Linked DNA regions of Sus scrofa: all the other regions are linked to region 4. The links are chromatin contacts, called in public Hi-C, HiChIP or PLAC-seq and promoter capture Hi-C maps. All regions are on one chromosome and are shown on one strand. The core of a region is the stretch at or near the end of the contact, and the rest is flanking DNA. Distances in the headings are between cores, read along the strand shown.

Region 1 (2,700 bases), core at 180-2,679, 250 kb after region 4:
GGTTGTCAGACAGGGCAAGGGCCAGTGGGGGAGGGGAGGGTCAATTATTCAGTAGTCTAAAATCCTGATTCAAACCCACTCCGTCGCCTCACCCTATCCCCTTTTTCAGCAGCTATGTGTTCTCTCCTTCATGGATGTATGACCTGGTTTTGAAAGAGAGTCCCCTACGTCCTATGCCCTGCTCGCCCCACTGCTGTAGTAACTAAACACAACGCACTCTTCCTAAGTCTTCACTCATTCTAAACTCCAGTGAACATCACTGGCAATTGTGCCTACATGAAGTCAATACTATCTCACAGAAGGGTTCAATGTCTGTCTGCAAGCTTCTGTCTGCCACCACCCTCCCCCAGACCCCTATACAGACATACATTACTTCTCAACTCAATATATGACCTAAGACTGAAACAGGGTAAATATTCAGAATAGCTGTGGCCTGTATGCGGAAAAGGCTATCAAAAATAAATTCGGTAGATCTGGATGCTGCATCCCTTCCTCATCAACACCCCCCCACCCCATTTTCACACCACTGGCTGCTGTTGCTATGACAACCTGCCCAGGAAGTTGGCCCACACTTCTTCCTTCAGGACCAGGAAGTCTGGAGCAGTGTTTGTGTGGCCTTAGAAAAAACTTGAAGGCCTCCTCCCCCACCCCCACCCTATATCCGCTCCAGTATCCCTCCTCAACCCCATTTCTTAACTCCCTTCCCCACCCCCCACACCTACCTCCTCTAACTCATCCTTGGCATCCAAACTGGTAGAAAGTAGCAGCCTCCCCCCTCCTGGGGCTCCTGCTCCCGCTCCTCCTCCACCTCCCGCTGCTCCCGAAGCAGCTGCTGCTGCTGCCCCCTTTCCCTTCTGTAACTCCATGGCTGCAGCCAGGAGACGGGAAAAGGCCAGGGAGTGGATGGATGGGAAGTCCTAGAAATGAGGAATTTAGGATTGCCAGGGACAGGAGGGACAAGAGGGACAAGTGGGGGACGGGAAGGACAGGGTCCCTGGCCTCTCTACTCCTCCCTCCTCTCCGAAAGGCCGCTCCCGTGCAGGAGGCGAAGGAGGACGGGCCTCTGGGTGCTGCCTCTGGAGTGGCAGTGCTGAGGAAACGCCGTTAGCTCCTAAGTATGCTGGGGTAAGGGTCTGCACCCCTACGGAAGGGTGGGAGAGGCTTCTGTCCCTGAAGAAGTGCAAGGGGAGCCCTCTCTGGCTTCTGACCCTAAGAGAAGCAAGGAAAATCCTAAGTTTCTGCCTCAGGAGGTGGGGGAAAGAGGAGTCCTGCGCCTGAAGCAGGGAATAGGAAACCTTCCTGGCTGGTGCCCCAAGGATTGGGGAGCGAGGTTCCTTTGGATCCGGCCCCCAGGGGGTGAGGGTGAAGCAGTAAGCGCTATGGGAGGACACGGAGGACAAGCTTCTCCCTACACCACACAGAGGCGGCCATGGTGGAAGGGCGGGGGGGTGGGAAGGCTGAGGGCGACGGCGGGGGAGGGGAAGGAATCGTGGAGGCCCGCGCCGGAAGTGAGCAGACGCGGTCCCTGGCCTCCGCCAATAGCGGCTTCCGCGGTGGCGCTGACACTCGAAGGAATAGGCCGACGTCGGCCCCAGAGCCTTCTCCCCGGCTGCCAATGGTATTGAGCAAAAGAGAGACTGAGTTGATGGACAACCAGACTACCCAATAGCATTCCTTCTTTGCTCTCAGAGGGCGGGACAGAACGACTTCCCGGAGGTGGGGTGTGAGTGCGAGATGATCAGGAAGGAGAGAGGCTGCGCCTGCGTATATTGACGCGCACGCGCGGCGCCCGTCTTCGCTCTCCCTCATTCTGAAGTTGGGGTGGGTGCGGAAACCGGGGCACTAGTCCTGGGTGGCTTTGGGAAGCCCGAAACCTAGCTACGAATTGACAGTGCGGGGCCGGGGAGCGGAGCCTTGACCCTTAAGCGGTCCCAGAGCAAATGTCATCGGATAGTATGGCGCCAGCTCCTGGAGCTAAGAGTGCATCACGCAAGCAAGTGTAGGCGCTCACGCAAGTGCAGTTTTTCGCCAGAGGTTGCAAAAAAAAAAAAAAAGTGCATAGACCCACTTTGCCCACCAAATCATTAGAATCGTGCACTGATTCATTATTGGCTTCTGGAAGCTCTGTATTGTCCTGTTTTATCTGCGTTAGTGTCAGCATTTGCCCCCAGCAACCCGGCTGCAGAAGCTTGTTTCTGACATTCATTCGTCTCCCTCCCATATTCAACCACTTTTTTCTTAAAAAAGCCTCTGTGAGTTCCTTTGTGACCCAGCGAGTTAAGGGTCCAGCATTGTCAATGCAGCAGATCAGGGGTCCCTACTGTGGGTCGGGTTCAATCCCTGGCCTGGGAACTGCCACATGCCTCAGGCGTGGCACCAAAAAAAAAAAAAAAAAGGCTCTGGAATTTGTTCTTCTCTAGCCTATGTACATGTGTATATATGATACATCCCTAGGGATTTAATGGATTCCAGTCCATTCAACATCCTGCTACTTCTCTAATTATACTAAACAACCCTCTCAGATACCTTCTAAATTTCCCAAATTCTCAGTAAACTTACCCGATTCACCCCTACCTAATCAGCATAAGTCTCCCAAGACATTTTTTTAAATTCCTATGATTAGGAGTTCTCTTGTGGTGAGGCAGGTTAAGGATCCCTCGTTTTCACTGCAGCAAATCAGCTGCTGCCTGGGAACTTCCA
Region 2 (2,700 bases), core at 82-2,581, 150 kb before region 4:
TGTAAAGTGATGATTAATTACCAGGTCCTGAATCATTCAAGGTCTGGAGAATCCGGCCGGTTGGTAAATCACTGGTGTCTACTGACTCTCAAAAGTAACAGGGAAAAAGACCAGTACTTTATGCTTTAACTTTTGCTTTTCAGGGCTGCACCTGTGGCATATGGAAGTTCCCAGGATAGGGGTCCAATCAGAGCTATAGCTGCCAGCCTTCGCCAGAGGCGCAACAGCACCCAGTCCCTGCCGTGTCTGTGACGGCAAGGCAGATCACTTAACCCACTGAGCGAGGCCAGGGATAGAACTCGCATCCTCACGGATACTAGTCGGATTAAGGATCCGACTAGGAGCCATGAGGAAAACTTAACACCTGTATTTTAAATAGAACACTTATGTTCAAAACTGATGCCAAACAGATGGAGTTCCCCTTGTGGCGCAGTGGTTAACGAATCCGACTAGGAACCATGAGGTTGTGGGTTCAGTCCCTGACCTTGCTCAGTGGGTTAAGGATCCAGCGTTGCCGAGAGCTGTGGTGTAGGTTTCAGACGCGGCTCGGATCCAGCGTTGCTGTGGTTCTGGCGTAGGCCGGCGGCTATAGCTCCGATTCGACCCCTAGCCTCGGAACCTCCATATGCTGTGAGACCGGCCCTAGAAAAGGCAAAAAGACAAAAACAAAAAACAAAACAAAAAAAAAACTTGATGCCAAATAGATAGCGTTGTCAACCTGCCCATCTCTTCATCCCCCATTAATCCCCTTCATCGACTTTTAGGAAATGGGAAAGAACCTACCTGAGCAGCCTTTGAAAGGAGACTGGATATCTGGGCTCTTTTGAAGATGAGGCACAGAAAGACCAGGTTTTTTCTTAGTACCTGTTTGGAAGCCTTTATGGGGTATATGGTGGAGAGGTACACAGGGTGCCCTAGCGGGTAAGTGGTGGTGGATCAGCTGGGTAAGTAGTGGCCGATCAGCTCTGGGGAAGTGAGGGGTCAACTGCGAGTGTGTAAGGGGCCTCACAGGCCAACCATTGTGGACAGCCAGCCCCGCGGCTGGAGAGGTTTAATCACCACGCGCCTTCCGGTTACCATGGTAGCCCTCCCTCTTTCCAACCCCGCCCCCCTTTGCCTGCTGGAGGAAAATGCTGGGAGCGGTCGCCCCGGGCGACTGAGCGGTCCCGCCCTTCGCTCCCCGCGGCTGGTCTCCCTCCAGTGGACAGCCTTCCCGCCTGCCTGGCGGTGGGAGGGCGCGGCGGTGGTGGCGTCACGTCCGGGCGGGTGGGCGAGTTCCGGTATTTCAGGGCGGAGCAGGCGGAAGTAGGGGTGAGAAGCGGCTGCAGCGCCGAGCGGAGAAGGCAGGAACCCGATTGCGAGCAGGAGCTGGGTGGGCACCATGGCTGGAATCACCACCATCGAGGCGGTGAAGCGCAAGATCCAGGTTCTGCAGCAGCAGGCCGATGATGCAGAGGAGAGGGCCGAGCGCCTCCAGCGGGAAGTGGAGGGGGAAAGGCGGGCCCGGGAACAGGTACGGAGAGGGCGAGGCGAGTGAGGGAATGGCAGGCGCTGGAGCAGATGGGACCCCGAACTAGGTCCCATATTTGCGAACGAGCACGGTCCTTAGAGGGCCAGCATACTTGGTGATGAAGTTGGAGCCCGGAGGTTGGGTGGGGCTCAGCTTCTTTGGACATCTAGCGGGTGAGGGGGGAACGGGGTGCTCGAGCGAACAGGCGTGACCTTTGAAGGAATTGAGCCTCGCGGGCCTGAGGAGTGGTTTTCCTCCTTTCTCCCAGCTCATTCATTCAGTCGCTCTGAGCCGGGCGCGGCCGGGGGAGGGGCTCAAGCGGCCTCTCCCTCCCCCACTTCCCCGTCGAGGGCGGGGGGGATTTTGCTCTCGTTGGGGTTTCCGGCCTCAAGGGTGAGAGTAGGTGGCTGCCTCTCCAGTCTGGGAGGGGCAGAGCCGAATTTAAGGTGAAAGGGTGGGGGTTGAGGGTGGGACCCGCCGGAAAGCCCCCAGCCTAGCCTGCTGGTAGCTTTTCCGCTCCCTCCTCCTGCTCAGGAAATGAGGCAGCAGTCGGCCGAGAGGAAGCGCGGTGCCCTCCCTGGAGGAGGTTGAGGCCACAGCACCGCCTCCCATCCTCCGGCCTGGGGCCCTTTCCTCTTACGGGGAGCCCTTGCAACTGCTGAACCCATTCTCTCTGTCGACGTGAAGAGGGAGGGGAGGAGATGGTACTTCACTCCTTCTGTTAGTGCAAATGTAGGTATCAACAAAAACTTGCCTAGCTTCCACGATGACCTGGAAGGCAGGAACTTATGCCAGATTCAGGCGTTTATTGCTGAAGTGTGAAGAGTGCTAGCTGACCAGGTTAAGAACACTTCGTCCAAGCAGAGCTGATAAGCGAGTGTATGTTGCAGAGAATCTGATGGGGTGCCAATTTCTGTCAAGGTTTCTAGTTCGCGTGGTTGATGGAGTCAAGATACCGAGTTCCAAATAATGAATTCCCGGGGGTCTCTAGTGATGTTACTCTGCTCCTTTCCCAATTATCCACTACAGTGTTTTGTTTTGTTTAAGTTCAGTAAATATTTGTTCTACTGAAAGATGGAACATAAAATGTTAATGAGCCGAGGGGTGATTCTTGAAACCACTTTCTGTTTAGAAGGGCGATTTGTTATAGTAGGCTATGAGCTTTTCAGGGTCTAGGGTGCAGTCTAGTA
Region 3 (2,700 bases), core at 171-2,670, 230 kb before region 4:
GCTTCTTCCTCTTCATCATCTTCATCTTCGTCGCGAGTCATCCCTCCAAAAAAGGGATCTCTGTGGCTGGGGATGGATGCAGATTGGCCACCAAGATTTCGGCACTACTTAATCTATAAAACCAGCTAATGGTGGACAAGAGTAGGAAACTGGAAAGCTGAAGCGAGCGTTAGAGAACTGGCCATCGTGTCTGTTTTGTTTTTATCAAAGCCAGTCCTCGCCTCGCGGCTCCCCCAAACATTTCCCCTCAGCTTTTCTTCAGCGTTCCCCAACCCCTCCCCTCTCTCCCAAGGTCCCGCTCGCTCACTGACCCCTTCCCCAGAGCTGCATTGTCTTCCCCACACTTGGGCCCCTGCTGCATCACCCCAGAACGGAGAAACGTTTAAGCGCCTGTTTCTCCTCTTAACGACTGCCTTGGTTACTGCCGCGGGGTGTGTGCTCAATGTTGTGACTTCTGCCCTCTCCGCAGGAGTTGCATGAGTGGGGAAAAGGATGTTTTTCCAAAAACAGTGTGTCAGGGGTCAAGCTTCCCTCAGCGGATCCCCCTCCCTTATCTGACCCGGACCCATTCTCACCTCCGAGGTCTAGAAAAGCCGAAAAATCCCCGAAAGAGATCAAAGAGGCTCATTCCCGTCGTGGGACTCGAACCTTCGAACCCCAAAGCCGGGGGGAGAAACCAAAGCTACGCCGTCGGAAATTGAGCGAAGCGTCAGACCACGCTGCCTGAAAGCAAGCCTGCGATCGGTCGGACACTGTCGTAAAACGACCGTAAGCGGGGCGTGGTTGAGGGCGGGGCAGGCCTATCGAATTCGAAAGGTTTTTTCTTTTACCCCACCTGTTCCCTGTGAAGGGAGTGGGTGTACTTAATTTTCGTTTTCCAACAGTCACCTGACTCCTAAGCCAATTCCTTCTGCCGACCAATGCGGTCGGTCCGACAGGGTGTCTCAAGGGTTTCACGCCGCCGGATGGCACCGGAGGCAGCCGCCAGAGGGCAGCCCATCCGCACAAATGAACTGGACCAAGGCCCTCCCTCACCGCCGGCTCACTACACCCATGGACTCCTCCTGGACCCGCCTCGGTTTTGTTTCCTGACTGAGCCAATTAAGTCTGATACCAGAGGGATGGACAAAACGTTGCATCAAGCTCCTTCTAATGTAGTGACTTCCCCAGAGTTGAGTAAAAGAAAAAGACTCAGGGAACGCAAGGACTTCTCTCTCCAGCTGTTAAGAATTCCTCTAATTCTTCCAGGCAAGCTCTGCAACCAGCAGGTTAAAGACTTCATAAGAGAGCAAGGGAACTCTTGGGAGGGAAAAATTGGGGGCTTTTAGTATCTTTTTCCTATCATTTGACTTTCAAAGCCTCTGCCTCCCTGTACCCCACCCCCATCCTAACCCTGGCCTGACTCTAGACTTCTTTTCAGGGGCTGGGTATTAGTTATGTGAAATGAAAGCACTCAAGCGTCAAGAACTACTGCTTCAGATTTGCTGGCCAACAACAGTGCATGTTGCCCTCATTTCTTTCCAGTTCATTTGCCTGGACCCATCTTAATTAAACTGATTCTGCAAAGCCATTTCTTTCAGTTTTCATTTAATCCTCTTCCGTTCCACCCAGTATCTGCTATCCATTCCACTCCCTTCACCGCCTAAAATCTGCTGTAGATCTGGAGAAAATGAAGATTTGCAGTGATTCTTTCCAGGCCACGCCGTGAAATTCTTAGGGGAGAACGGAAGGGAACCCCCTCAGGGGCAAGATACTAGCACATTAAGGTCGGAGTTCTTAAAGGGCGAAGATTTCATTTTATTCCACTGCCTTCGGGGCCTGCTAGAGAAGGCCCAGTTGGTACAGTAATACTTATTCACCAAGCTGGTCATCGACGAGACTGAGGATATCCTAGACGGAGCAAGAATGGGCAGAGGCTGAAGGTAGAGGTTTTCTTTTTATATATACAAGACACATTAATCCATTAAATTTGAAGACACAGTACAAAAAAAAAAAAAAAAAAAAACACTTCAACTAATTCATCTGACAATGCTGTTCATGTTCATGACACCATTTTTTGTTGTTGTTGTTTTGTTTCCTAATAATAAAGGAGGAGACTTAGGGCTGTTGGGCTGATATATATTTGGGGGTCCCCCCTCCCCACCTCACCCACACCACCAGGGTGAACAGGAGGAGGAGAAGGAAGGGCAGGGCCCACAGCAAAGTTTCATAATCTTGAATGCAAGAGGGGAGGAGGAGAGGAAAGGAAAAAAAAAAAAAAGAAGAAAATACAAATCCTATAATACATACAACAGAGTGGGGATGGTATGGGAATGGGACAGACATGAAGCTGAGGCATGGGGTGGGCCGCTGGGTGTGGGGGGCAGCGGAACCCCCCCACATTCCTTTCTCTCTTTGATGCTGTTTCCATAGTTGCCAGGCTGAGAAGCCCTCTCAGAAGATGGGACCGGGAGAAGAGGGTCAGGGCCTCAGTTGGCCCCCCAGCTGTAGCTGTTGTAGGCAGACTTGTTGGTCTGGGGCTTCTGCGGGATGGAGCTGGTCTGGCTACGTTGCCCGCTGCCCGTCTGCAGGGGAATGGGAGGATGAATGGGGAGGAAAAGTCTAGTTAGTGGGACAAATTTGTGACATCTTCAGGTGGAGATTTGGAAATTGTTTTACTCTCCCATTCCCCTTGCTTAGAGCTACTCTGAAGCTTATCCT
Region 4 (2,700 bases), core at 6-2,505:
TATCAAACCCAACCCTCTTGATGAGACATTATACATGATCTCTCTTAAAATTCAAACCTCAAAATCCTAACACTGATTAAACCATTTACCTTCTGTAAGCCTTGCTTTTCCTCCTGTAGGCTGGCAGAGGACAGTAGAGCAGCCAACACACAAAACTACTGTTTGTGCATGGCTAAAGACGGTGGTGATTTTATAGCATCCTGGGGAAAAAACCAAATTAGTTATTTTACTTTCTCCATCTTTTCTTCACCTAAACGTACGCTGTCCTGTATCAACTGTAAGATCAGAACGTTATGTAATTGCCGAAATTCACTTTCCCATTCTAAACTTGATTACCTAGCTCCACATATACATTAAAGCCAACTCGGAAGCTTCCTGGACTACCTGCCCCCATCGATGTTTTTTTTGTCACTAACATATAATATAAACATTACCATCATCCCACAGCCTGAAGAGGAAAGGAGTGAAATCAAAGATTATTGAAAAGTCAAAAAACAGAGAATCCTCTACTTGAACGGGAAGGACGCTCAGTAACTGTACCTTGCATCCAGGTACAAGTACAAAAATGACCACAGCAGAAACCCAACCTATCATCCCAGTGTCTCCTACTTTGCAGATGAAGTTTTGAAAAGAAACTACTCTGGGTCACTTCTACACTGCAAAATTCTTACTCATCTCACACCTTCAACTTTCAAGAAATGGGACCTTTTTGCAATTCTTGGGCTCCAACGCTTCCCCCACTCCTACAAGCTATCTCCTCACCTGGGCATTTCACATCCATGAAATAGGAATTGGGGCTCTGCACCAGGCGCTTCTTCTTGTGTTTCCTCTTCTCCTCTTCTGGAGAGGGATGAAGGAGATCCTTTGCGAGCTACGAGAAGTAGAAATGCAGAGATTTAGAAACCAACGGCGAACACGGAATGATGAAAACAGCCTCCGCTGCCACACACCGGGGAGAGCTCGCCCCTCGCCGCCCCTGGTGTCTGCGCAGCTGGGCCGCCATCTTATCTCCTCTCCGCTCCCGTCTATGCAGGGGACCCCGCGGGCCTCCGCGGTCCCCGTAGTTAATGTCCTGGGAAGCGCGAAGGGCAAATGAGTGCCCTCTGCGATCCGAAATCAGCGTGAGGGGAGCGTGCGGACAGAAGAGCGAGATCTCCGCCGAAACCTGGACCAAGAGACTCACAGGCATGTTCTCGAAGGGACGTCGTCACCGCCGGAAAGGAGCGAAGGCGGAAATCCTGCTCCTTATATCCACCGTCCTGCAGGAAGTGACGCATGGGCCTTCGGCCGCCATGTTGGGAAGGACTTTTTCTCACCGTCTGCACGCGGTGGAAAGAGCAGGGGGCTGCCATTTTTGGAAGGTCTCTAAATGAGAGACATAGGAGTGGCCACGTTCAGAGTGTGAGCTGGAGCTCCCAGAAGTTCAGTGTCCCCTCCTCTTTCGAGGTGTAAATGGACAATTTTATTTTATTTTATTTATTTATTTTATTTTTTGTCTTTTTTCTATTTCTTGGGCCGCTCCCGCGGCATATGGAGGTTCCCAGGCTAGGGGTCGAATCGGAGCTGTAGCCACTGGCCTACGCCAGAGCCACAGCAACGCGGGATCTGAGCCGCGTCTGCAACCTACACCACAGCTCATGGCAATGCCGGATCCTTAACCCACTGAGCGAGGCCAGGGAGCGAACCCACAACCTCATGGTTCCCAGTCGGATTTGTTAACCACTGCGCCACGATGGGAACTCCTAAATGGACAATTTTAAAACTTGGTGCTGCGCTTTGACAATAGGAGCTCTTTAGGGAAACAGCGAGACTGAGCCATGTCTGGAACTTCTTAAATTTCTTTGCCTTTTTTCAATAAGTTTAATTTACCTTTTTTTTTTTTTTTGTCTTTTTGCTGTTTCTTGGGCCGCTCGCACGGTATATGGAGTTTACCAGGCTAGGGGTCTAATCGGAGCTGTAGCCACCGGCCTACACCAGAACCACAGCAACGTGGGGTCCGAGCCATGTCTGCAACCTAAACCACAGCTCCCGGCAACGACGGATCCTTAACCCACTGAGCAAGGCTAGGGACCGAACCCTCAACCTCATGGTTCCTAGTCGGATTTATTAACCACTGCGCCACGAGGGGAACTCCTAATTTGCCCATTTTTAACAACTCAGAAATGTAAAAATTTACAGAAATGTAAAAAAAAAAAGAATCCATCAAAACGATATGGTACTGGCACAAAGTCAGAAATATAGATCAGTGGAACAGGATAGAAAGCCCAGAATTAAACCCACACACCTACAGCCAACTAATCTATGACAAAGGAGGCAAGGATATGCAATGGAGAAAGGACACCTTGTTCAGTAAGTGGTGCTGGGGAAACTGGACAGCCACATGGAAAAGAATGAAATTAGCTCACTCCCTAACACCATACACAAAAATAAACTCCAAATGGACTAAAGACCTAGATATAAGACCAGACACTATCAAACTCTTAAAGGAAAACATAGGCCAAACACTCTCTGACATAAGCGACTGCAACATCTCCTCAGATCCACCTATCAGAGTATTGACAGTAAAAACAAAAATAAACAAATGGGACCTCATCAAACTTAAAAGTTTCTGCACAGCAAAGGAAACCCTCAACAAAACGAAAAGACAACCCACAGAATGGGAGAAAATCTTTGCAAGTGAATCGACTGACAAGGGATTAA
Region 5 (2,700 bases), core at 90-2,589, 160 kb after region 4:
CTATAGATGGTCCTGTTGGACCTTTATGGCATGATTTAGTCCACAGTAGAAAGATGAATAACTTATTTTTCCATTGCAGTCTTTCTACACCGGTGCTTTCCAGCTTACCTCTTTTCCATATAGGTTTAAATAGCTTATACCAAAAAAAAAGCCAGGGACTTGTTACAGCGGTGATGTAGTTTGCAGCTCCTGCTTGGATTCCATCCCTGGCCCAGGAACTTCCATATGCATTGGGGGCAATTGCGGGGGTGGGGGGAAGGCCCGGGACTTTCTAGCCACTAATCAGGTTTTTGATGATGATGATTTTTCCCATAGTCCATTAGATGAAATTATTGTGTTTCTGTGTTTCCACTTAGCTATATGTTATAGGTAGTGTTTTCTCTTTGGCATTTTGTGGGGCATTTTACCACCTAGGACTGTATCTTTTCCTCTTCTTCCCCTTCAGGGTCACAGTGTCATCCGTTCAGCGACCAACACCACCCTCCCACACATGTTGATGTCTCAGCGTGTGATTGCACCAAACCCAGCCCAGCTACAGGGTCAGCGGGGCCCACCTAAGCCTGGCCTTGTACGCACTACAACACCCAATATGAATCCTGCTATCAATTACCAGCCGGTAAGAGGGAGCCCCAATGTGGAAACATAGCTGTCTTTTATTTACTTTCCTGGTTGAAAGAATCATAGATTTTAAGTTTTTTGGACATTGAGAAACTCTAAGACAACAAATTTTGTCCTAATTTTGGTGGGTTGACAGCAGTCCCAAAAAGTAGAAACATTGAGAAATTATATGACTATAGTAGTGGAGAAGAGAGCAGCAGAGCAGCAGTAAGCTAAAAGCTCTCTAGAAGAAAGAGATAAAAGAATCTAGGGAATAAGAAGCATAAGAATATATGACAAAACATTCCAAATCTTTATTTTTCTCTTAGCAATTTTAGTTCATAGCCACTATCTTTCTCCTTTCCTATGTGCCAGAGTCCTTTTTCACTGAAGTTGGATGCCTCATGTCTTTTTCTGAGCTTGAGGGGAGCTAAGTAGTTCACACTAGGATCAGGTAGTATTCCCTGCCTCAAAAGTAAGAATTGTTTTTTTCTCCCACATACGATTACTGACCCCTATACTCAGTCTGTCTCAATCTGTTTCAGCAGTCAAGTTCTTCTGTTCCCTGTCAGCGCACAACATCCTCTGCCATCTATATGAACCTTGCCTCCCATATCCAGCCAGGGACCGTGAACAGAGTGTCCTCACCACTTCCTAGCCCCAGCGCCATGACTGATGCTGCCAACTCACAGGCTGCAGCCAAATTGGCTCTTCGCAAACAGCTGGAAAAGACACTCCTGGAGATTCCACCCCCTAAACCACCTGCTCCCTTGCTTCATTTCCTGCCTAGTGCAGCCAATAGCGAGTTCATCTACATGGTAGGCTTGGAAGAAGTTGTACAGAGTGTCATCGACAGCCAAGGTAAAGCTGTTTTTTTCTGCTCAATCTTTTTATCTGAGTAGGCAGTTGCCACACCTGATTGATACAGGCAGAGTATCACAGGGCACTATGTAATACTGAATAATCTCTCCTTACTATTGCCAGACTATGTCCCATCCCTTATTCAGAGGCTCTTTGGGAGCACCATATCAAAAAGCTTTTTGTGTGTGTGTATATCTTAGGCTTAATGTTTTTATTGTGTGTATAGTGTAGCTTATCTATTTTTTGCAGTATATTCCTTAGTTCTTTTAAATGTGCCTAGCATGATGCATACATAATTTAAAGACTAGAACACCTTTTTCTTTTTCTTTTTTTGTCTTTTTGCCATTTCTAGGGCCTCTCCCATGGCATATGGAGATTCCCAGGCTAGGGGTCGAATCGGCGCTGTAGCTGCCGGCCTATACCAGAGCCACAGCAACGCGGGATCCGAGCCGCATCTGTGACCTACACCACAGCTCACGGCAACGCCGGATCCTTAACCCACTGAGCAAGGCCAGGGATCGAACCCGAAACGTCATGGTTCCTAGTTGGATTTGTTAACCACTGAGCCATGACGGGAACTCTTTTTTTTTTTTTTTTTTTTTTGCCACACCGTTGGGTGTGGAGGTTCCTGAGCCAGTAATTCAGATTGGAGCTGCAGCTGTGACCTATGGCATGGCTGTGGCAACACCAGATCCTTATCTTACTGCACCTGGCCAGGGATTGAACCTATGCTGCCACAGAGACAACACCAGATCCCTAACCTGCTGTAGCACAGCAGGAACTCCCAGAACATCTGTTTTTTGTTTTGTTTTGTCTCTTGTCTTTTTAGGGTCACACCTGCGGCATATGGAGGTTCCGAGGCCAATGGTCGAATCAGAGCTACAGCTGCCGGCCTACACCACAGCTCACAGCAACACCGGATCCTTAACCCATTGAGTGAGGCCAGGAATCGAACCCACAACCTTATGGTTACTGGTTGGGTTCGTTAACCACTGAGCTACGACAGGAACTCCCAGAACCCCTGTTTTTAATATCAGTGTTTATGTGGCATTGTGCTGTGTTATTCAGTCCCTGGTGTTTGAGTGCTTATAGTTAATAGACTGATAAAGATAACTATAACCACATAAAAGCTGTTAACCAACACTGAATCAAATTCTAAATTATTAACATCACATAGTCTATGCTAACAGAAGTTATTGAGCCTGAATTTCTAAACATAAAGACTTAGGGGAACACCTGACA

The links. Promoter capture Hi-C pulls out the DNA fragments that hold promoters and counts their contacts. A called contact is a pair of places that touch in the nucleus more often than the background predicts. HiChIP or PLAC-seq counts read pairs in DNA pulled down with a chosen protein or histone mark.
Region 1: a contact with region 4 is called in an H3K27ac HiChIP or PLAC-seq map of alveolar macrophages. The contact joins the promoter of INTS3 here to the promoter of RPS27 in region 4. A contact is called at or near these places in 1 of 5 promoter capture datasets (liver), 1 of 47 Hi-C or Micro-C datasets (liver) and 1 of 2 datasets of contacts at active chromatin or transcription factors (alveolar macrophages).
Region 2: a contact with region 4 is called in an H3K27ac HiChIP or PLAC-seq map of alveolar macrophages. The contact joins the promoter of TPM3 here to the promoter of RPS27 in region 4. A contact is called at or near these places in 1 of 5 promoter capture datasets (liver), 8 of 47 Hi-C or Micro-C datasets (alveolar macrophages, blood, brain and 4 more) and 1 of 2 datasets of contacts at active chromatin or transcription factors (alveolar macrophages).
Region 3: a contact with region 4 is called in a promoter capture Hi-C map of liver, with 3 times the contacts expected there. The contact joins the promoter of HAX1 here to the promoter of RPS27 in region 4. A contact is called at or near these places in 1 of 5 promoter capture datasets (liver), 3 of 47 Hi-C or Micro-C datasets (heart right ventricle, liver and skeletal muscle) and 2 of 2 datasets of contacts at active chromatin or transcription factors (alveolar macrophages and skeletal muscle).
Region 5: a contact with region 4 is called in a Hi-C map of skeletal muscle, with 3 times the contacts expected there. The contact joins the enhancer-like site here to the promoter of RPS27 in region 4. A contact is called at or near these places in 6 of 47 Hi-C or Micro-C datasets (embryonic fibroblasts, epiblast stem cells, fibroblasts and 2 more) and 2 of 2 datasets of contacts at active chromatin or transcription factors (alveolar macrophages and skeletal muscle).

What each region holds. Positions count from the first base shown.
Region 1 is chr4:95,943,376-95,946,075 of Sscrofa11.1, forward strand. INTS3 (integrator complex subunit 3) reads right to left here and starts at 1,430. Exons shown (of 30, transcript NM_001243322.1): 1 at 723-1,430. The coding sequence starts at 866.
Region 2 is chr4:95,548,496-95,551,195 of Sscrofa11.1, forward strand. It overlaps TPM3 (tropomyosin 3), which reads left to right and starts at 1,332. Exons shown (of 8, transcript NM_001001632.1): 1 at 1,332-1,513. The coding sequence starts at 1,382.
Region 3 is chr4:95,469,552-95,472,251 of Sscrofa11.1, forward strand. HAX1 (HCLS1-associated protein X-1) reads right to left here and starts at 1,421. Exons shown (of 6, transcript XM_021089792.1): 1 at 576-1,421; 2 at 1-66. The coding sequence starts at 628. It overlaps UBAP2L (ubiquitin-associated protein 2-like), which reads right to left. Exons shown (of 27, transcript XM_021089781.1): 27 at 1,571-1,890. The coding sequence ends at 1,852.
Region 4 is chr4:95,698,226-95,700,925 of Sscrofa11.1, forward strand. RPS27 (40S ribosomal protein S27) reads right to left here and starts at 1,256. Exons shown (of 4, transcript XM_003125735.3): 1 at 1,184-1,256; 2 at 763-871; 3 at 90-200. The coding sequence starts at 1,189.
Region 5 is chr4:95,854,597-95,857,296 of Sscrofa11.1, forward strand. It overlaps GATAD2B (transcriptional repressor p66-beta), which reads left to right. Exons shown (of 11, transcript XM_021089804.1): 6 at 446-616; 7 at 1,146-1,458. Among named protein-coding and RNA genes, the nearest start is that of SLC27A3, 48 kb to the right of the region's middle. Within about 2 kb of position 1,340, at least 1 of the 83 cell types and tissues checked has an H3K27ac peak or open chromatin away from gene starts, as enhancers often do. A contact at or near this core is called in skeletal muscle, where this site is marked.